Regions from separate parts of the Gossypium arboreum genome. Here region 2 is linked to region 1. The links are chromatin contacts, called in public Hi-C maps. All regions are on one chromosome and are shown on one strand. The core of a region is the stretch at or near the end of the contact, and the rest is flanking DNA. Distances in the headings are between cores, read along the strand shown.

Region 1 (7,164 bases), core at 2,802-5,301:
AACTCATAACCATTTTTGTACAATTTATAATGATTTTCTCAAATCAGAACAGGGGATTTCGAAGTCATTCTGACTCTGTCCCACACAACTTCAAATATCTCATTATAGGAAATTATTTTGCTTACACGGTTTATTTTATAAGAAACTAGACTCAATAAGATTTATTTCCATATTTTATTCAGCTTCTAACTCATTTTTCACTATTTTTGGTGTATTTTCAAAGTTACACCACTGCAATAGCCCAAAACTGTCCAGGCTAATTTATTCATTCACAATTATTGTTCACCAAATTAATACAACATCATATCATCTATCATGGTAAGAACACATAGCTATGCATCATAAGCATGGACCTATAATCACATTGTCATCAAATATCATAGACTTATTCCAAATCATGCCATTTCCATAGTATTCACCAAATACTATATACATCATAGATTATCACATATCAAGGCATTACTCATAAGCTCAGTGTACATACCTATACCAACTCGTGATAAAATATATAATCATACCTTCTTTAACATGCTCTTCTTAGAGCTTTCATCACATCATCCATTACATTACCCGTTGAACACTCGGGATGCTAAAGGATGTTCGGAATTATCATACGCCGAATAGAATGCCCAAGGCCATGTCCCTCACATGGTCTTACATGGATCCACATATCGTTGCCATATCCCGGATATGGTCTTATACAAGGTTTCATGTTAGTGCCGATGCCATGTCTCGGATATGGTCTTATACTAGCACACATATCATCACATTTTCATTGAATCCTCACAAGTCAATTCCAATAAAGGCATACATCCACATTTCGTACAATATCAAGTATTAAGCACATCATAATGAAGTTGAACATTACTTTCATACAAACTTACTCGTTTCAAAGAAAAACCATATTCCATCAAACTTCTAATATTTTAAATCATACACTTAATGCCATAACAATAAAGAATTTTAATTCAAGCATGATATTGCATTATTGTTACTATACGAACTTACCTAGATACCACAAAGGTGAAAAAAAGATGTAATCATCCATAAATTGATTTTCTCCGTTCTAGGCCCAAATCGCATTTTTCAAGATCTAAAACATCACATTTAGCTAATTAAAACAATATACTAATCAAATTAGTCCATTGACACATTTTGGCAAATTTTAAAATTTTGCCCCTCTATTTTGCTAAAATTACCAAATTGCCCCTAGACTCGAACTAAGATTTTTATTCAATTTATTTACTCCTTAAGCCTAGATAAACCATTTTCATAACTATGACAACTCACAAAAATCATTATCACACACATGAACAACCCATTTTACAACTTTGCATAATAACCTTTTTAAGGTATTTTCATGCAAATTTCCTTCACAAAAGTTGTTTATTAGACAACTACAACTCATATTCTTCTATAAAAACTCAGCAACAACACATATACATTCATGGTAAAACCCTAGACTCTTTATCATTTTGCAAACTAAACCCCTCATTTGAAAGCTTATGCTTTAGGGGTTCCAAAAATGTAAAACTCATCAAGAAAAAAAAAATCAAAGATCACTTACTTGAGAGGACTCAAAGTGGCTGGAAGTTTTTGAAGCTCAAAACCCTTGTTTTTGATGGAAAATTCGGCTAAGAAGAAGAGAATGGAGAGAAAAAGATGAAGGCTAGGCATAAGCATTATTTTTATCACCAAAAATGACATCATCCACCTAATATTTTTGACCGTTTGATTTTTCTATCACTCATGGCCTGCCAACACTCTTAAAAAGGGTCTAATTTCCCTTTAAAGGCCCCCAATTTTATTTATCTAGCTATTTAACACATTTAGGTACTAAAATATAACTTTTACCCTTTTCGTGATTTAGCCATTTTTCGAACTTAAGCTAGAAATCGCTAAAATTAGTTTATTAAAACTAACATGCACTTATAAAATCACATTATAACACATAAAATAATATAAAAATAATCTTCTCCGGCCTCGGAATAGTGGTTCCTAAACCACTGTTCCGACTAGGCCCAAAATCGAGCTGTTACAATATCAATTTTTAAAGTTAGATAAGGTAATCGATTTCGGTAATGGTTATATAATATTATTATTAAAGGTTAATTTTATATATTTTAATAATTATTAATTGTATATATATTTTATACATATATAATTACAGATATTAAAATATTTTATATTAAATTAATATTTCTAAAACTTATTTCACTTTATAATTTGACATAAAAATTATTATTAATTATTTTTCTTATTAATAAAATTTAATATAAATATGCAATGCATATGAATACATTTTCAAAAATAAAGAATTATCATTTATTTATATTTTATTTTTATTTTAAGTAATAACATAAAAATATATTAATTATTAAGGTTTATTATTATTGTTCGATTACAAATTTGAGTGTTTTTGGGCTTTGGGTTAGATTTATCTCGGGCTCGAGCCAAATCAATCTTAGGCTCAAATCTGTTATGGGCTCGAGCTTTCTTGGGCTGCAATTTTGTTGGATTCAGATCAGTTATCGGCTCGATCTTTCTTGGACGCAGTACATTACGAGCTCAAATTGGCACGAGTGGGCTTTCAGGCTCGGGACTATTTTGCCTGCTTTACCTTCATTGCACCTAATACATCCCTTTCATCTATAATAGAGGTGTTCATGAGCTGGGCAAACTTAAGCCCAATCCTAATATATTTTCCAAGCCCAAGTTCAACCCTTCCAAATGGTTGGTTTCATTGTTTGAAAAATAACAAAGTTTTTATTTAAATTTATTTATTTTTTAATTATATTTATATATTTATATATTTTAGTAGTTTTAATTTATGTTGGTCCCATGCCATTCTAGGAGACTGTTATGTGGCACCATTGGATTGGCTAGCAATATTACATCAACATAAACTAGTGATGTTAGTGTAGAGATACCAAACTGGTTGATAAAATACAAGTTTAGGGCTAACTAGGTAAAAAAAAAGAAAGGACTAATTAGGTATAAATAGGCAAGTTAAGGGCCAAAATATATATTAACCCATATTTTTTTAAAAAAAATAAAAAACATGATATGGGTGGACCTAAAATGGGTTTGAATTAGTTATCTATAAATATGAATGAGTTTGGACTAAATTTTAGATGGTAAAAGTACCACCAAACCCCTTATACTATATAATGGATTGCATTTTAGCCCCTTAAATGAAAAAATAGACAAATCGACCCTTGTATGTTAGATGAGTGAGTAAAATTGCTCATTCGTTAAAAATTGGTGTTTATTTATAAGGTATAATAACAAATTTAGTTCTCGACCTTTACACATTTGTTCAAATTGATCATACTCTTTTATTGGAAGTAAATTAAAATTTTTGAAACTAATAACGTTAAAAGGTCAAAAGGCTTTAATAACAAATTAAAAAATAATTAAGCCCTTTTAAAATTTAAAATTATTAAAAATCATAAAAAATAAAAATTTATAATAAAAAGCTATAAAATTTTTAATATTATAAAGTTTTTTAATAAAATTAACAATACAACCCACTAAAATATAATGTTTATAAAATTTTAAAAAAAATTAACCCATACTCTTTTATTGGATTGGTATTATTAATTTTAATAAAATTATAAAATTTTAAGCAATTTGAATAAACATTAATTATGTTAATAGTATACTGGGACAATGCACAATTATTGACCCGTTTTTTAGGTTTGGGTCCTGCCCAACATGAAAAATAGACCTAAAAATTTACCCAAACTCAACCAAGATTAAAAATGTTAAGCTCGAATTCGACTCGACCTGTTCTTATTAAATTTCTTTTTAGATTATTTTTATATAAAAATAAATTTTAAAAATAAAATACATCAAATATATAAAAATATTAAAATAATTATTTCTCAACAAATTAAAAATATATTAAAAAAGTCTGCATATCTAAACTGTAACAACAAAATAATAATAATATAATAATAAAATAATAACAAAACAATAACGAAACAGTTGATTCGAGACGAATTCGGGCCACAATTTCTATTTGAGATAAATCTGTTTAGAAAATATATTTTTTATTCAAACGCATATTATCAAAACCATTTAACTTTTTGAGTATACCTTCGGATCTGAAGGGATAGCTTCACACATAATAGCGGACCATCCGTCTAACCGGCCACCAACCCCCATATGCAGAAAAAACAATTTTCAGTTTTTACCTTTTTAATATTTTCTGCAACAATTATTCCTTCGCACAAACAGCATGACAGAAACTAACAAAGCAAGCCAACAGCATGACAGAAACCAACAAAGCAAGCAAGCAAGCAGGCAACTGGAGAATGGGACATAATAATTGACCCAAGTTTTGCTTGCTTGCGTCACTCTTTCAACTATCTCTTTCTATATAAAACCAATGAAAACCAATAAAACAATCTTACTTTTAACTACCCTAAAACAAATATATGCCAGATCCAAGATGGGGTTTTGGTCTTATGACCTTCTTTACCTTTATCAGCTTCTATCTCTCCCTGGGTAGTTGTTTAATTGCAGCTTCCTTGGAAGACTCAATTGCCCAGCAAAAACTTGATAAAGTTCATAACCTTCCGGGGCAGAGTTTCACTGTGGACTTTGCACACTATGCTGGTTATGTTACTGTGAATAAACACTCAGGGAGAGCTCTCTTTTATTGGTTCTTCGAAGCTGCTAAGGATCCTGATTCCAAGCCACTTTTACTTTGGCTCAATGGAGGTCATAGTTTGAAATTTTTTTAAGATTCTTGTCTTCTGACTTTTCCCCCCTTTTGTAGCACTATTTGATTAATTCAGTTTTGCTTTTTTAAGAAGTGATTATATTGTAACCGGTGTTTTTTACTGATTGTTGACTATGTTTTTGAATCACTAATCGCTGCTTTTATGATTTCATTGTGTTCATTTTCTGGGTATAGAATTTTTTCTATTCTAAATCTCACCGGTGATTATGTCATCTGCTTAGCTTTGTTTCTCTTTGTTCATGTTAAAATCTGCAGAACTTTCTTCTTCTTATTGCCTATTTTGTGTTGGCTCTTGTATTTCTTATTATCTTGTTTTGTTTTTTTTTTAGAAATATATTTTTGTGTGGTTTCTTAACATTTCTTCTCAGTAGGGGAAAAATATAGTACTTATTTAGAGTTTTATGTCCTCAGGACCCGGATGTTCATCAGTTGCTTATGGTGAAGCAGAGGAAATAGGTCCATTTCATATTAGGCCAGATGGAAAGACCGTTTACTTGAACCCTTACTCTTGGAATCAAGGTAATCAATACCTTAAAAGTTAACTGTGAAAGTTGAGCCATTTGAAACAGCATTTGCAAGACTAAAGTTTCTCTTTACTGTTGCTAATAGCTGGTGTAAGAAATGGAATTGTTTCACTTCATTTGTTAAACCTCTAGAAATGATATTATAGTTGGTTTCTTACATAGAAGAAAATGATCTGTTATGGCTGACAATATGCTTGCATTGCGAACTAATTCAATTGCAATATCACTCATAGCATTTATTTTTGTTTGCAATCTATTGCTTCCTTTTGGTGCATCGTTTCATCTGGTCACTCGAGCTCTCCCCTTAGGTTATCGTGGGTTTTTATGAATCTATTTAGTACTCAAATCTAAAGTTGTTGACTGCACTCTTGCTCCCTGATCTTCCACCTCTACTCAGGGATTTAAATTGCGGTTGCAGTCATGTTTCCGGTCGCATTGTGTTTATCATGATTGCGGAAATAGTGAATGCTATCGCAGTCATTGCAGGCATAGCAGTGGTGAATTTTTTTCAAATTTGCACAAATTTTCAATTCCTTTTCCTTCTCCTGCTTCAAATCTTTGAATTTCATAAAATATCATTGAAAACGGAAATAGTTGTCCGTTATTACCGCTATTCTCTGTTACGACACTTTTTGCGGCCATTATTCGCTGCTATTGGTGTGAACTTTACTAACACGTTGATGTGCCTGTGTGGACACCCAAAAAGACAAACTCAAATGGCTAAAAACAGTGTTCTGGTTATATGATTATCGTTTCCATTTGAGATCTATGGAATCCTGATTAATTCCTTGCATTACAGAGGAAACTACATGTCATGCTTGAATAACTGTTAGAAGTTCTTTACCCCTTTTGACAAAAAATGGCTGTTTCCTTAGATCTATGTTAAGGGTATTACTTATTGCTGTTACGATTTCAGCTTGAGAAATGTGAATGTTAGAAATATTCCAATATTAGTAAACATTTGTTTCATATTCTTCTAATGCTTTGCAGTTGTCAACATTTTATTTCTTGAGTCTCCTGTTGGAGTTGGTTTTTCATATTCAAATACTTCCTCTGATTTGCTTAACAATGGTGATAAAAGAACTGGTGAGGCTGAATACATTTCTACTTCATACTTTATTTGAATTTTTGTTTTGGCTAGCTTGTGCAAGTATAGCTTCTTATTCATTGATGTACAGCCAAGGATTCACTGACGTTTTTGCTAAAGTGGCTTGAACGCTTTCCTCAGTATAAAGAAAGGGATTTCTACATTGCCGGAGAGAGTTATGGAGGTAAACAGTAATTTCTCACTTGTATTTCTTTAAATATGGTAAAATACAATTTCTTGTCCTTTGGAATACAAAAGCACAACAGTGAAACTGATGGGAATAATGAGGTTTCTTTGAACAAGGAAACTAAAGAAACTAGCCCCTAAGTGTAGGGATTAACTTGGGAACTTTGCAATTATCATATTTAATTTTCTTGAACAATAAAATCATTATGCTCTTTGTAGTTTCATTTTACATTAAAAATGCTGTTGCAGGGCATTATGTTCCACAGCTAAGCCAAGCCATTGTAAGATACAACAAGGCAACCAATGGAAAAGCAATTAACCTAAAGGGATATATGGTATGTATTCTATTCTTGAAAGAAAGCAGCTTTATATTGAGCAAACTGAAACATGGATGTGTACATAATATGCAGGTTGGAAATGCTGATGTGTACATAATATGCAGGTTGGAAATGCTCTAACTGATGATTATCATGACCATTTGGGGCAATTTCAATTTATGTGGTCAGCTGGTTTGATTTCTGATGAAACATACAAGCTATTGAATGTACTTTGTGATTTTGAGTCATTTGTTCACTCCTCAAGTGCCTGTAATGAGATGATGGACCTTGCAAGTGAAG
Region 2 (6,989 bases), core at 2,004-4,503, 100 kb before region 1:
ATCAACGAGAACATATTTTGAATTCTGTATAATGAGAAATTTGATTCGTAGTGAAGAGTGGTCAGATTAGTCAAATAGTGAAACAGGGGAAACTTTAAGAAAAATCTGGTATTGATTGGCCAAAACAAAAATTCTGAAAATTTTATGGATAGAAGATATATGAGTCTATTTTCAGGAAAAATTAACGGCAATTGATTTGGAGTTTCATAGCTCCAGTTATAAATAGTTTAGTACTGTTGCTCAGGAAGACAACTTGTAGTGAATTTGTGATTATGTTGTAAACATTGATAAAACTTGTTAATGAGTTGCTTATTGTTTTCTTATGAACTTACTAAGCGTAAAGCTTACTTCCCTTTTCTTTCCCATATTCCCTAGGGTTGCCAGGTTAGCTCGGGTTGGAGGCCGTCAGAGACATTATCACATAGTCGAGTCTACGCTATCGGCGTAAGTAAATCTTTGTGTTTCGAGTTTATGACATGTATAGGGTTGTAAAGTTGAGTATGTAATATTATGATTAAGCCAAAGACTTTGGCTTGCTATTAAGGTAGTTTGATTATTCATATGCTTGTATGTTATTATCTCCTGTGATGTGGTTTATAGCATGTATATTTAGAATTTGAATTGTGATTCATTGTTGAGTAAGTAAATGATACAAGACTAAGATATTAGTAAATATTTAATAATGCCTCATGAATGTTTTGGGGCCTTGTAAGCCCGATTAAAGGATAATATACGCGTGTATGAAAAGTTTAAAATTGCTCAAAAATTTTTACGGCCTGGTTTTATATAAATGGTTGAGTTTAAATCTGGTAGCACCTCGAACCCTGTTCCGGCGAGGGATACGGGCGAAGGGTGTTACAGCTCAAGCCTATAAATACTTTGTTCATTGCTGGTTGTAAGGACTTTTGATAAATTTATGAACTACTTTTGTTCTTTTGTGAGAATACAACTCTCATTGTTCTCTCTTGGACTGAATCGACTTATCAAGCTCAGCTTGTGTTGTCATTCCTTTCTTGTTTAACCGAACTTATCACTTTCAAAGTGTGGCGTTCAACCATACCTTTAGTTCCTATCTTGCTAGATAGTGGGTCAAGGTTAACCAAGTTATTTCCAAACCATTTTCATCTAAGTGCCATTTTAAGAATTAGGTCAACAATCATCTTCATTGTTGGTTCACTCTTGGCCTTAATCGAATTCTTCCATTAGCCATTTCAACTATCTATTAAGCCTTGTTTGAACCTATCTTTCATCCTTTTTTTTCAGCCTATCTTGAAACAAGCCATCCCTTACTTAATTTCACGATCGAGCAAACTATTAAGACTCGAATTAACATCAACCGAGTTCGTATCATACTTCACCTTTAAAATTTTAAGATTTAATTTATCAAACACTATAATTGCATTCCATACTTAATTTTAATAAACATATCAAACAAATTTTATAATTTAAATTCAATACTTAAATTTTCAAGATTTAATTTTTAGTTTATCAAATAGTAACTAACTTAAAATATATGATTGAATTTTATGTCATAAATTAATAGAACATCAATTCAATTAGAAAATAATCATTTTTTCTATTTAAAAAGTAAATGATATTATTATGAGAGTGCTTTTGTCTTTTATATTGTATATAATTTTTTTAAAAAATTAAACTTAAAATTAATTCGCAAACGATAGAATATAAACTTGAGTGTCAATATTTTTCTAAAAATGAATTTTACTATTTTAATCAAATCCTTAATTATTTTTTGGGTAAGGTAACATTTAATTTTTGGACTTGGTATTTTTTTCAACTTGATCCATGAATTTTTTTTTTGTTCATGTTAGTCTTTGAACTAAGCAAAATTTCTGAATTTTAGTATTTATAATGATGTAGTACTTTGAGATTGTACTACATTATCACTTAAATTATAGTTTTTTAGGTGATGCCTTGGCATCACATGGACTAAAGATAAGAAAAGTTATCAAGTTCCAAGATTGATGTGGACTGGGGTGATATCCATTTAGTTTAGTAAGATTTTTTTGAATTTTTTGAACTATCTATCATAGTTTTGTTTGATTCTTGATTTTTTTCATATTAATTTTTGAAATCAAGAATATTCAATTTAGTGAGCTTTACTTTATTTCTTTTGAATATTATTTGACGAAATTTCAAAGTCTTTTTCATAAATACTTCAAAATTTAATAAAATTTCAATAGCTTTTAAATTATTTTTACTAATTTAAATATAAAATATATATTTTATATTATACAAAAAGATTAATTATATAATAAAAATAGAATTCGATTTGGTTTTAAGCATTTCATAAACCGTTCAAATACTTTGATTTGGGTCATTTTTCGGTTTTTCTTTCTTAGTTCTAATGCGGACAAAAAAAATTTCAGAATTGAGTTAAAAATTTGTCAAATTTCAAAAATTATAGTGAAATTCTCACTTTAATTATTTTTCTTTTTTTTGATCAATTTATCCCTTTACTTTTATTCCATCCATCACATTAGTCCCTTAACGGTTTACATTAAAAGAAATATCATGTGCACATGTTCCCCCCTTCACTCGTAGTTATGATAGTGAACTTCTCACTATAGTTAAATTCTTACTTTGGCCCTCCGTATGTTTGTATTTAATTGGCTTAAACGGCCTCGCGAGGTTTTATTTAGAAAAAATATCAAGGGGCTAAAGTGATGAATATAACGAAAGTAGAGAGGGCAAAGTGACTGAAAAAAATAGTAAAAGGGTCAACATAAAAATTTCACTATATTACAAGGGCCAAAACTGGTATTAAACCTAAACTTGTAACCATTTGGAATAGGCAATTACGGCCACTGACGCCTATGTTAGGCAGCTCCGTGACATCTATAAGACAGCAGTTTTCCAGTTTTCTTTGTCCATCCTTAACCTTTGGCTCTTATCCTTCTTAACAAAACAAAACATCATCAATGGGTTCTTCTCTGAATTTAACGACCATGTCTTTGAACTTATCCTTTTTCCATTCACATCCGTCGTCCATCACTCCTCTCTTTCGTGGCTCAGTCAAACTCCTCCAATTCAACAAGTTTGGCAAGGCCTTGAAACTCAGTTCCACTCAAAGCATTTCTGGGTTCCCTTCATTTGCTTCCCATAAGCTTTGCACTACTACCACAGCACCCCCAAAGATTTCGATCTCTCAATGTGTTTGCTGCTAAAGGCTACAAAATGAAAACCCACAAGGTACTTCTACTTTCTTTGCTTTGGTTCCTTACTGAACGAAGGAAATATTCAAATTTTGAAGGCGTTAGTTTTGTGTTTTAAGAAATCTGGAAAAGTTAGAAATTTGGCAATTGTGCTTTTCTAATGGATTTGGTGTTCTCTTATGGTGTATTAGGCTTCTGCAAAGCGGTTCAGGGTGACTGGAAGAGGGAAACTAGTTAGGAGAAGAGCTGGGAAGCAGCATTTGTTGGCTAAGAAGAACAACAAGCGTAAATTGCCTCTCCAAAATGGTTGTTTTTTTTTCTCACACACCAAACTAGTTCATTTGCTTGTTGAATATTTGAGCTTTTAGATAGTCTAAAAAAGGTGGGTTCTAAGGTACTAATCGCTCCAGATTGATGATGCATTGGGTCTCTCGTTAGGAGCCTAGGATGTTTGGTTTCAAATTATGTCCTAACATTGGTTCACCTCCTCCGCCCCGCTGGTTCTTTTCTCCCATATTAGTGGGAACTTAGTTGATCCATTCAGTCTTTCGGCTAATGTGGTTTCCCGAGTTGAGTTGGGATTGGTAAATGAACTGTGTCTTGGCATGTCAATAATTTCTATCACACAGGTTCTAGATCACCTTCTGTTTTGTCATTTTAAGTCATCCAAAGAGAAAAGAATCCTGAAGGAGCAGCTATCAATAGCTGCATTTCTATCACTTGTCCTGCACAGCATCTGTCTTAGCTTCTTTTAGAGTGAAATAATGAAACTATGGTCTTAATGGTGGATCTTGGTTATCTTTTGTCACCAATTGTTTGTTGAGTGCGGTGAGATTGAATGCAGATTGCACTTTTATTTCTCTTATCAGTTCAGTTTGAGAAAGTTCCATATGACCTTAAGGATTCAGCAAGGTATTCAAAAGTAACATGGTTTTGCCTAAATGCTTTGTCAGTAACATGATTTTAAGTATTTTCTTAGGAACTCGTATCCAGGGTGTAGATTTTGAGTGTCCTCTTCATTTATTACTGAATTTCTAGGTGAAATCCTAGTTAGTTGTTATCTGTTGTTTCATGACTGGTGGATGGATGACTGGCAGGTTGCACTTTTTTCATTCTGATGGATTGGTATTGTGAGAAAGTTCCATGCCAAACTTAAAAGGCTAAGGTATTTGAAAACTTAAATTTATTGCGAGTAACCTACATCATGTGCATAATCAATCTAACATACGCAGTAAAATACTAAGCATAGGAATAGAATCTGGTCATGGATTGTGAGAATTTACTCATAAACTACACTTAAACCAAGAGGCTTACTTCTAATGCACAGTTTAACATCATGGACTTGCCTCCTTAGCATGTAATGTCCATGCTTCAAGATCCTTGGTACATATGAGAAATTGATCCATTACCTTAGTTGGTTTAAGCACTTATTGGTTGACGTATAAGTTTAAAACTTTAGGTCTGTATTTCATATAAGACTTGCTTTTATAACGTATTTGTGGCAAATTCTATCTGTAGCATGCAGTTAGCCGGAGTGACTATGACAATGTGATTGGTGCCTTGCCATACCTCAAAGTGAATAGAAATGCCAAGTAAAAGGTGACACCAAATGCCATGTGGAGACTTATTTCATTCTTTTATTGATTTCTCAAAATCATGTTGGAGATTTTTTTGCTTTTAATCACCATTGATCATTTCCATGTTGAGATTTATACTTTTAGCGATCATGTTTAATCACCCATTTAATTTCAATTTATGACATTGCAAATAACATTATGTGCATTGAATGCCTATGCGTTGGGGTTAAAGTAAGAAACTTAGAACCCTAAACACGGTGAATACATAAGGTAGATAGTTGACAAAACCTAGAGTGATTGTGGATGATGGGATGTTTTTAAGGATGGACAAAATAGAACAACAACATTTTTGTTTACTTTCACTTTCCCTACCAAAAAACTCATTCAGTAGAGCAATGCCATTCTTTAATAATAGCATTTAACTAGCTAACTCTTGTTGCAGATTTCCACATCCTTAAAACCTTATTATGCTAAAAACTTGAGATTTAATCTTAATTGGTTTTTGTGTCATGGGGCTAGAATTTTAGTCTAGCAAATCGCATGACCTTAGACAATTTCTTAGGTTCAAATTTACCTAAGCCAGCCTTACTCTCGAAAAATGAGAATTCTCATAGAAACTTTCTAAGGGACTGAAGTAAAGCTGAAGCAAACTCGAAAGGCAAAAAAGGCTACGAACAAACAAAAAACCACTGAAAAATAACGTACACCAAGTGTTTGAGTAAATGCTCTCAAAATATCTCTATTATTTTGAAGGTTTACAATTGAGTGAATACAAAAGAGGGAGAAGACATTTATTTATAGTTGAGCTCCTCCAAAACCAATGGTACAGATTGAGTTACATCTACGGTTGAAATTTGTGCCTATCTAGAAGATGAGAGTTTTAAGGGATTTAAACTCTATTAATCTTTATACTTTAGGATTTATATTTATTACCTTGGTAGCTCTAGTTTTATTGGAGTTTTTCCTTGTGCTTAATAGGCTTCAAGTAGATGGGTTTCTCCATGAGCACCATGAATCGGGTCAATTCATATGGGTCAAATTAGTCCCATTTAATAAGTTGACCTCTATAGGATGTTTTGTACGTAATGGTTACGGGCTTTAATCTGTGGCTCATGACATTTTCCCTCATCCATTCTCGTGATATCCTCGTCATGTCCTCGGAATGACACTAGTTTGACTCGTTTCAGAACGATCTCAATACGTCAGGTGATTCTCAACTACTCTCTCTGTTGGGAAGTTCAACCTCTCGAAACATTTGCCTTAGCTTATGTCTCCGCCATCACTTAACTTGTATTGTATTTTTCTTTTGTACATCTCGATCGTAAGAGGTCACCGTTCTTACTTGCCCTCATTGTGACTTGTCTTGATTGAGATCCTCTTGGTCTGCACAAATAGGCTTAGGCATTTCTACATTGAACATCGGGTTGACCTTGAGTTTTACCGCTAACTTTGGTTTCTAAGCCTCTCGGCTTACCTGCTTCAAAACTCTAAAAGGGTCATCGTTTTTTTACCACAGTCTTTGCCAAACCAACTATAAGTAATGTAAAACACTAGATATGTGTTTAAGATAGACCTTACTAGTAGCATTTACTCTGTCCCAATGTCCAGTTTGTGTCACCACTTTTTCCCTCAAAGTTTGATGTACAACCCACCTCTCTCATAGGTGGTAGCCCTATTGATAACTCAATAGGTTTCATATCGATATTCTGTCCCTCTAGCATTTTCAAAGGGGACTTTGTAGCATTCTGATCTACTAAATTAATATTCTCACCACACAGAACATCCTTGGCTAGTTGGATTCTCGACAACACATTGGTTCCTCCCCTCATGTATCGACTCACTGGCACAACGCATTGTTGTTGTCGAGTATCCAAGATACAAATGTAGTCGACAAAAGGAATCAACAAAGCATCAATCTTGTCAATGAAATTCAAGCTAAGCACGAAATCGTAATCATCTAAGTAAGTTACCTCAAAGCCTTTCTTGCCTTTCCATTGATCAATTTGCAATTTAACTCCTTGTGTTACTTTTACAGTTGGGATATCTTTGGAATTAACAGTCTTAATCTTCTTGGTTGATTTGCTAATTAAGAGACCAAGTTTACCCACAACTTTTTCTGATATGAATAAATTTGACGCCCCCGTATCAACAATAGCACTCTTTCTTGACCTGCGATGTTGATGTCCACATATATTAACCTTTTTTGCTTGCAATCCCTCTTTGCCTTTATATAGTTGAG

Evidence for each region. Hi-C and Micro-C count contacts between places; a contact is called where the count stands out from the background.
Region 2: a Hi-C map of leaf shows a contact between it and region 1, with 1.5 times the contacts expected there. The contact joins the enhancer-like site here to the promoter of LOC108460609 in region 1. A contact is called at or near these places in 2 of 5 Hi-C or Micro-C datasets (both in leaf).

What each region holds. Positions count from the first base shown.
Region 1 is chr4:66,122,009-66,129,172 of ASM2569848v2, reverse strand. It overlaps LOC108460609 (serine carboxypeptidase II-2), which reads left to right and starts at 4,051. Exons shown (of 10, transcript XM_017760170.2): 1 at 4,051-4,728; 2 at 5,162-5,269; 3 at 6,265-6,360; 4 at 6,453-6,545; 5 at 6,797-6,882; 6 at 6,990-7,164. The coding sequence starts at 4,443.
Region 2 is chr4:66,222,530-66,229,518 of ASM2569848v2, reverse strand. It overlaps the pseudogene LOC108458454. Among protein-coding and RNA genes, the nearest start is that of LOC108457726, 9.1 kb to the right of the region's middle. Within about 2 kb of position 3,253, at least 2 of the 2 cell types and tissues checked have an H3K27ac peak or open chromatin away from gene starts, as enhancers often do. A contact at or near this core is called in leaf, where this site is marked.